Regions from separate parts of the Mus musculus genome. Here region 2 is linked to region 1. A link is a contact called in public HiChIP or PLAC-seq data. All regions are on one chromosome and are shown on one strand. The core of a region is the stretch at or near the end of the contact, and the rest is flanking DNA. Distances in the headings are between cores, read along the strand shown.

What was found. HiChIP or PLAC-seq counts read pairs in DNA pulled down with a chosen protein or histone mark.
Region 2: a contact with region 1 is called in an HNF4G HiChIP or PLAC-seq map of pancreatic cancer cells. The contact joins two enhancer-like sites.

What each region holds. Positions count from the first base shown.
Region 1 is chr7:142,407,970-142,411,723 of GRCm38.p6, reverse strand. No RefSeq gene overlaps it. Among named protein-coding and RNA genes, the nearest start is that of Gm26143, 15 kb to the left of the region's middle. Within about 2 kb of position 1,918, at least 5 of the 459 cell types and tissues checked have an H3K27ac peak or open chromatin away from gene starts, as enhancers often do. A contact at or near this core is called in pancreatic cancer cells, where this site is marked.
Region 2 is chr7:143,013,906-143,017,624 of GRCm38.p6, reverse strand. Tspan32 (tetraspanin 32) reads right to left here. Exons shown (of 8, transcript NM_020286.3): 4 at 2,565-2,666; 5 at 1,958-2,044; 6 at 341-424; 7 at 1-46. Among named protein-coding and RNA genes, the nearest start is that of Tspan32, 10 kb to the right of the region's middle. Within about 2 kb of position 1,329, at least 129 of the 459 cell types and tissues checked have an H3K27ac peak or open chromatin away from gene starts, as enhancers often do. A contact at or near this core is called in pancreatic cancer cells, where this site is marked.

The DNA.
Region 1 (3,754 bases), core at 669-3,168:
GGCCACAGCTTAAGCTGACCTGGAACTCAACAATGAATATTTACTCACAGTGGTTGAAATAACCCTAAGAAATATTTATTTAATTATTTATTTATTTAGGAAGGACACACTTGTGCCTCAGCTGGCGTGTGAAGGTCAGAGGTCAGACAATCTTCAGGGGTCAGTCCTCTCCTTCCACCATGTGGGTTCCTGGTATCCAACTCAGGTGGTCAAGCTTGCAGCAAGTGCCTTTACCCGCTGAACCATCTCTCTTGCCATCCAATAGACTTTGGGGCAGTTAGTTGTTATCACGCCTTTAATCCCAGCACTTGGGAGGCAGAGGCAGGTGGATTTTTGAGTTCAAGGCCAGCCTGGTCTACAAAGTGAGTTCCAGGACTGCCAGGGCTACACAGAGAAACCCTGTCTTGAAAAACCAAAAAAAAAAAAAAAAAAAAAGAAAAAGAAAAAGAAAGTTTCCTTCCTGTAGCTAACAGATAACTCGGTAGTTAAGAGCACTGGCTGCTCTTCCAGAGGACTAGAGTTCAGTCCCACAGCAGCTCACAACAGACCACACCGCCAGTTCCACATGGCGGCAAGGGATTTAAGCACAGGATCCTGTGGGCGGCATTTTATATTCCAACAGTAAATCTGATGGTGGATTTCCATTCCATGTGTTTGAACATGTGGTGCCTAGCAGTTGACTGTTTCAGAAAGTTGTATCTGGCCATGGGCTGTATGGTAGGCTTGTTGGGTAGCCTGGTCACCATTCCAGTTCCAGACTGAGCCGTCCCTGCTTCTCATCTGTTCCCAGGTATGACTAGCCGCACTCTCTTTAGTGCCAGAGCTACGGCTGTCATGAAGCCACCAGCTACCATACCTCCCAAGGTGATGACCAATCCCTCTGAAACTGTGAGCCACAAGACAGAAAGCAAAGCAAAGCAAAGCAAAGCAAAGCAAAGCAAAGCAAAACAAACAAAAAGCACTTCCCACAAAAGACAACCAACCAACCAAACAAACAAAACCCAAAAAAACCAACAACAGCAACAACAGAAACCCTCCAGCATTAAATTGTTTCTTTCAAGTGTTTTACAAAAAGAGAAGTAACTAAACTAATACAGATAACAAGAAGAATCTCAGCATTCACATCTGTATCCCCACCCCCCCCCCCTTCTTTTTGATTTGACTTGGTTTTGATCCATGGTTACCCTGGAACTCATAGGGATCCACTTGCCTCCGCCTCTGCCTCCTGAGGACTGGAACTAAAGGCATACTCCACCTTTCCTGGTTATTTGCTTTGTATTATTTTCTCTCATGTTAAGAGAGTACATGGTTTGGGGCTGGCTCAGTCGGTGAAGGATCCCTTGCAAGTGTGGGGGGCTTAGAGTCTGGCCTCCAGAATCCAGGTATAGAGAAGGAACCCTAATATGGAGGCATGCACTTGTAACCTCAGTGTGAGGAAGTGGAGACAGGAGATCCTGTCAGCCTAGCCTACGTGGTGAGCTCTAGGCCAGGGAGGACTCTATCTCAAACAAACAAAAGCTGCTCTCAGGAATGACACCTGAGGTTGCTTATCTGGCCTACACATACATGAATGCACACAAACACTTGCCTGCATGTACAAGCACACAGCACACATGACACACACACATACTCACACAACCCGTACAACCGAAGGAGCATGGACATCTCATCTTCCATCAGAGGCTGGCTGTCTTCCTTGCTTTGTATTAGCACCAGTATTGCTAGCAGAGGCTAATATTTCCTTTTCAATTATTTACTGGAAGCTTCCGGCTATTAGGGAAACTGATCTTCTGGGCTATTTATGTATTCCATTTTGGTCAATGATTAACTAGATCTCTCCCATAGAAGGTCCTCTACATACCAAGATGGTGACATGAACATAATGTAAGACAATACTGTCATCAGGCTCACACCTAGTGATTCAGGCACAGCAGGCCCTGGTATGTGCTGAGCACGAAGCAGCTTGGTTAGTCTCCAAGGTTGCTGTGTGGTTCATACGTGCCTTATGGAGAGGTGTGCAGGGCATGGGCCTCACCCCCTCCTGCAGTGCTCCTTTTAGTCTTTCTTATTAAGTACCACCTGTGGCTTCATCTTTCCCCTGTATTGAGAGGACACATTGATTCGGTCTCTCCTTGAGGCATCCTCTGTCCCCAGGGAATGGGTTTATTCTGTGGCTTTGAATGCCCCAAAAGTCAAAGATTCAAGTGTAGCTTAGACTACCCCCCCCCCCAGCTCAGCTCAGCGATGTCTTGTGGCAGAAACAGTTGCAAAACTGGCAATGACTGCCAGCAGATGAATGGTTTGTTCCCCCAAGACTCTGCACTTGCCTCCGCTTGGCTATTGAATTCAGACACAGGGTAAATGCTTGACCATTTCTCTTAAACCTCAGACATGATCCATCACCATATTCAGGTAGCTTTTATTAAAAACTAGCTTTTATTTAAAAAGTAATAGCATTTTTTTTCTTTAAAGAACTAGAGTACGGAGCTGGAGAGATGGCTCAGTTAGTAAAGGTCTTGTTTTGCAAGCATGAAGATTCATGTTCAACCCACAGATTCTACATAAGAAAGCCATGTGTGATACCACACACCTGCAATCCAAGTACTGGGGAGTCAGAGATAGGCAGATCTGTAAGGCTCATTGGCAATCACTCTAGCCCTCATGGTGAGCTCCATCTTCAGTGAGAAACCTTGTCTCAAAACATGGTGGTTGGCCTCTGCGAAACAATACCCAAGGCTGTCCTCTGGCTTCCACAAGCATGCACACACATGCACCTGAGTGAACACGCACACCCACATACAATCTCTCTGGCCAAAGCTATGTCTTCCCTGGCTTCCTTCCAGAGTCGCAGACTGCTAGGCCACGCGTGAAGGCTGGCGAGTTTGTGTGAGAAAGTGCCCATCTATAGCAAGGCTGCAGAGATACGATCTCTGGTGCAGACCGCATTTGCTCTTGTTTCTCAGCTCAGTTAGGGCCTCAAGCCCAGTCATGTTGCTGCTGGAGACAGGGGCCCTCAGCCTTCTCCAGTTCTGGTACTCTTATTCCCATTCACAAGGACTGCCCAAGGCTTGGGACATGTGTCTCCCATATTCATCTTCTCTGAGGTCAAGTGGGGACCACATGGAAGTGAGCTCAGATCTGAGTAATCTGTGATCACACCTGGAGCTGGTCTGTTGCATATTAAAATCTTCCTTGAACACCTAGGGAGGGGAGCTCCATCTGTATCCCAGAAATGTGTTTACTGGTTAGAACTATTTTTTCTCCCATTTAATCCATTAAAACTTAGTTCAATTACCTGTCCCATTCAGAGACTGAACCAACCAAAGCATGAGTTTTCCTAGTCACTCCTATTTTTAATCTTAGAATAAAAATCTTAGAACATTTTTAATCTTAGTATATATACATATATACACATATACACGTATACACGTATACACACACACACACACACACACACACACACACACACACACATATATATATATATATATATATATATATATATATATATATATATATAGTCTGCTTGCATATCCGTTCACCATGTGAATGCTTGGTATCTGCCGAGGCCAGAAGAGGGCATCAGACCCTCTATAACTGGAGTTACAGATGTGGACCACTTTATGTGGGTACTGACTGGGTACTGAACTCTGGCCCTCTGCAAGAGCAACAAGTGCTTTTAACTATGGAGCAGCCTCTTTAGCCCCAACATAAGGAAACTTCTATAAGAGCTGCAGAGAGAAACACTGTAACT
Region 2 (3,719 bases), core at 80-2,579, 610 kb before region 1:
AGTGAATGGCAAACCACAGGAAGGCACAGAGCATCATAGCATATACCTGGGACAGTCAGAAGAGATGTCAAGGAGTCAATAGCCACCAACAACCCTGGGGGAAGATTCTTACCACTTCCAGGGAAGTTCCTAGGATTGGAAAATGGAGGGCAAGAGCTAGCCACTGGGCCGCCTCCCTGGGTCAGGGGCTGGTTCCACCCTGCCTACTGGGTCTGGAAGATCCTGGTAGTGCCACGACTAGAGCATTGGCCTGGGGGCAATAACCCAGGGACTGCTTCTACCTGGGAAGGGGCAAGGCAGGGCAGGATAGAGGGAGGGCCAGGAAGGAACTGGTGGCTACCGTGAGGGCCAGGCTGGTGCAGGTCAGGATGGAAGCAATACTGTAGTGTGTCCACAGAACGTTCCTGATGCTCTGGAGGCAGTCCTGGACAAAGGCAGCATGCATGGTTGCCTACCCTGGCTGGCTCTCCCTGCACAGTGTGCTCAGCTTCCCCCAGTTCCACGCTCCTCCCAGAAGCCTCTGGAGCTGCATGGTTTGCTCAACCAGTGCTGAGGCCAGGACAGTCACGGTATGCACCTTCCCAAGCAGAACTACTGAGCACTCTGGGAAAGAGGCTTCATGAACCTTGAGCCTGGGGGCATGGAGCCTGTCTGTGGGTACAGTGGCCTACTCCCTGGGGGGACAGGTAGGACCTTCCTCTTTTGTTCTAGCTGCCCCGAGCTCCTCCAGTTGGCCACTGTTTGTCCCCAGGCAGTCGGGGGAAGGGGGAATGTACCACAGTCCCCCAGAGGCTGCTGTGGAGGGTAGAAAATTTGATGCTGCAGGTTTCTTCATTGTAGGTATGACATTAACAGTCCCTCCCTCTCCTCGCCCCTCCCCCTTCCCTCCCCTTCCCTCCCCCTTCTCCTCCCTCTCCTCCTCCCCTCCCTCTTCCTCTTCCCCTCCTCCCTCCCCCTCCCTCTCCCTCTCTCCCTCTCTCAACAGGGAGGTGACCATTGGCATCTGGGACATTCATATGCTGGCATTTTGTTGGGTTTAGGTTGAAATGTTTGGGGAGGGTGAGGATGGGATGGACCGAGTGGAGCCGCACAGGGTGCGCTCTATTGCATTTTGGCAAGCAAGTGGTCCTTTCGGCCCTTACTGGCTTGAGCTGGCCTTTGTTTCTCTCCCACCAGGGATCCTTTGCAACCAGCTGTGGTACCTTGCCACCCTGGGGGTAGGAGGCAGGCACTGAACTATTCTGTATTTGGGACCCGTGGACTGTTCTTGGGTGGATGGGGCTCCCTGACTCAGCCCCATCCCAGCAGGCCAGCAGCTCCCTTCCCTTCTGGGCCTTGAGCCATTCCCCACCCTCTTGTTTCTTGGAGGGTAGCCAGACATCTCTCCCCATGAGATAGGGCTGGTTTGTTTCCAGAACAGCAGGGGGATGGGACAAAGAGGGGGCTGGGTAAGAAGAGAGAGCCAGGAGGGGAGAGTGAGTCAAAGCCTAGCCCTTAGGGTAGAAGGGCTATTCCATGCTCTTACCCTAGTACTTTCTGCTCTTTTGGGATCCCTGGGGACCCCTTCCTACTCTCTCTAAATACCTGATCACCCTGTTATGTAGAGCCTTAGCTTTGAGCTTCTAGATGCTTCAGAGGGGAGGGAAGGGGAGGGGAGATTCTTGATGGCCTGGGGAAGCCTCATAAAGGAGGAATGAGTGGGTGGGGCCCATGCCTGCTGCTAGCCTGCAAAAGAGAGTTGGGCCTAGGGTTAAAGTCAAGCTGGCCATCCCATTAGTTTCCCTCCCTGTGGCCCCCTATCAAGGGGTGGGGTGCATTCCTAAGACTCTAGGGTAGGTCCCAAGATGTGAGGGGCCAAAGAAGATGAAGATGTCTCTTCAGAGGTAGAACCTGAAGTGCCCAGCCCTTACCAGACCGACCTGAGTCCAGAAGCATTTATCCCCCCCCTCCTCCTCACCTCTCTCATGGCCTCCCGGCCCTGACACATGATGGCTCCAGTGCTCACCAGAAGCCCAAAAGGAGATTTCTTCCCACAACACAGAAACTGCAAGACAGACCAGGGAGGAGCATAGCGTAGGTAGGACTGATTGATGGCAAAACTAAGGCATCAAACACAAGTACTTTGGGTGATTCTGCAAACTGGGCTCCCCAAAGACCAGAGCCAGGGCTTAGGATCACAGCTGCTCCTGGAAAAATAGCCACCAGTGGTTTGGCCTGGTAATAGAATAGCCTGGCTTTCTTAGGACTACTTCCCCTTACAGCAGGGCCCTGCTACTTGCCTGGTGGCTAAACACCTACTTCCTTGAAGAATACCCAATTCCTTCTTGGAATTCTCAGTCCCTACTGAACAGGGGCATTGCCCTTTTATTTTGCACTAGCCATACATTGGGTAGCCAGTCCTATTTGGGGTGGAGGGGAATGGGTGGGAGCTCAGTCATCTACTCAAAATGAACCTGCGTTCTGAGACCTCCTCTTGAAGCCTTGCCAGGATGGCTGACTCTACAGGATTTCTGGCATCCTTTCTCTGGAGCACAGCAAGTATGACTACCCTGTCCTTAGCTCACCGTGTCCTGGATGACGGCCAGCTCCTGCCACCAGTTGCTAGATGGGCTCTTCATTGCCTGATCATACACGAAGTCATAGGTGTCCAACACCGCATCCTCCACCTGCACCAGAGCATCATAGGAGGCAATGCCCTGAGAGAGACCCAGGGAAGCCCACATCCTGGGACTCCTTCTCCAAAGACTTTCCTCCTACCATGGCAATCCTGTGGCTTGCCTATTGCCCTTGGGGCTCCCAAAGGTTAAAGAAGAGGTCAGCAGAACTTAGCTACCCACCCTCAGTGGTAGCTTCTGGGTAGCATAGAGTGGTATCCTGGTGCTACTGCTGGCCTGGATATAGGCAATAAGCCCAGCTTGCTGAGAAGTGTGGATAGAGGCCTGGACTAGTTCCTTGCTACCCTAATGTACTTGAGGGTCTTTCTCCAGAACTACCCAGAATACTGGGAAGATAAGCTCTAAGTCTTGGACCAAGGAAGGTAAAAGTATCTGGCATCAGATACAGGTAGCCAAGGAAGAGGAAGAAGGATGTTGGTCCTGCCTTTGCTCTACACACAGAAAGCCTAGACTGTTTTGCTCCTATCTCCTAGCTCTCTTTCCCTATTCTGTTCAATCCCTACCCTAAGATGCTGTCCCCCAGGCCAAGTATGTTTTCAGAGACAAGCTGGAATTTAATCTCTTCCAGGAATGCATCCTGGATATGTGGGGCTCACTGGTCTCCTGACCTAGGGTAAGTCCTTCTACATCTTTTTGCCTTGAAGACCCTGAGTCCTCCCTACACCCAGCCTCATGCCAGGCCAGCAGCCAGGTCACACAAATGGTTGTCCTAAATGAGTGGAGTGGTGTTGAAGTCCTATATCCTCTGGTAACTCATGCTTTTCAGAAAGGCAGGGTGTCTGTTCCATGGCTTGGTGTCCTCTATGGGCCTCACTCGCCAGCTGCCTGCAGGTCATAGTGGACAGGTGGACAGTTAGAGGTCCTTAGTTAGTCCAGCCTGGGCCCAAGGCCCCTGCAGGAGCCAGGGGAACTCCTTGCTAACTGCTGATCCTGGCACCGATTCCTCCCTCTCCATCCATGCAACAAAGCCAGACATCCCCATGAGTCATCCCAGCTCAGCCTGCCCCAGCCCTCCCCCACTGGAAGCAGGTGCCAAGCTGGCCT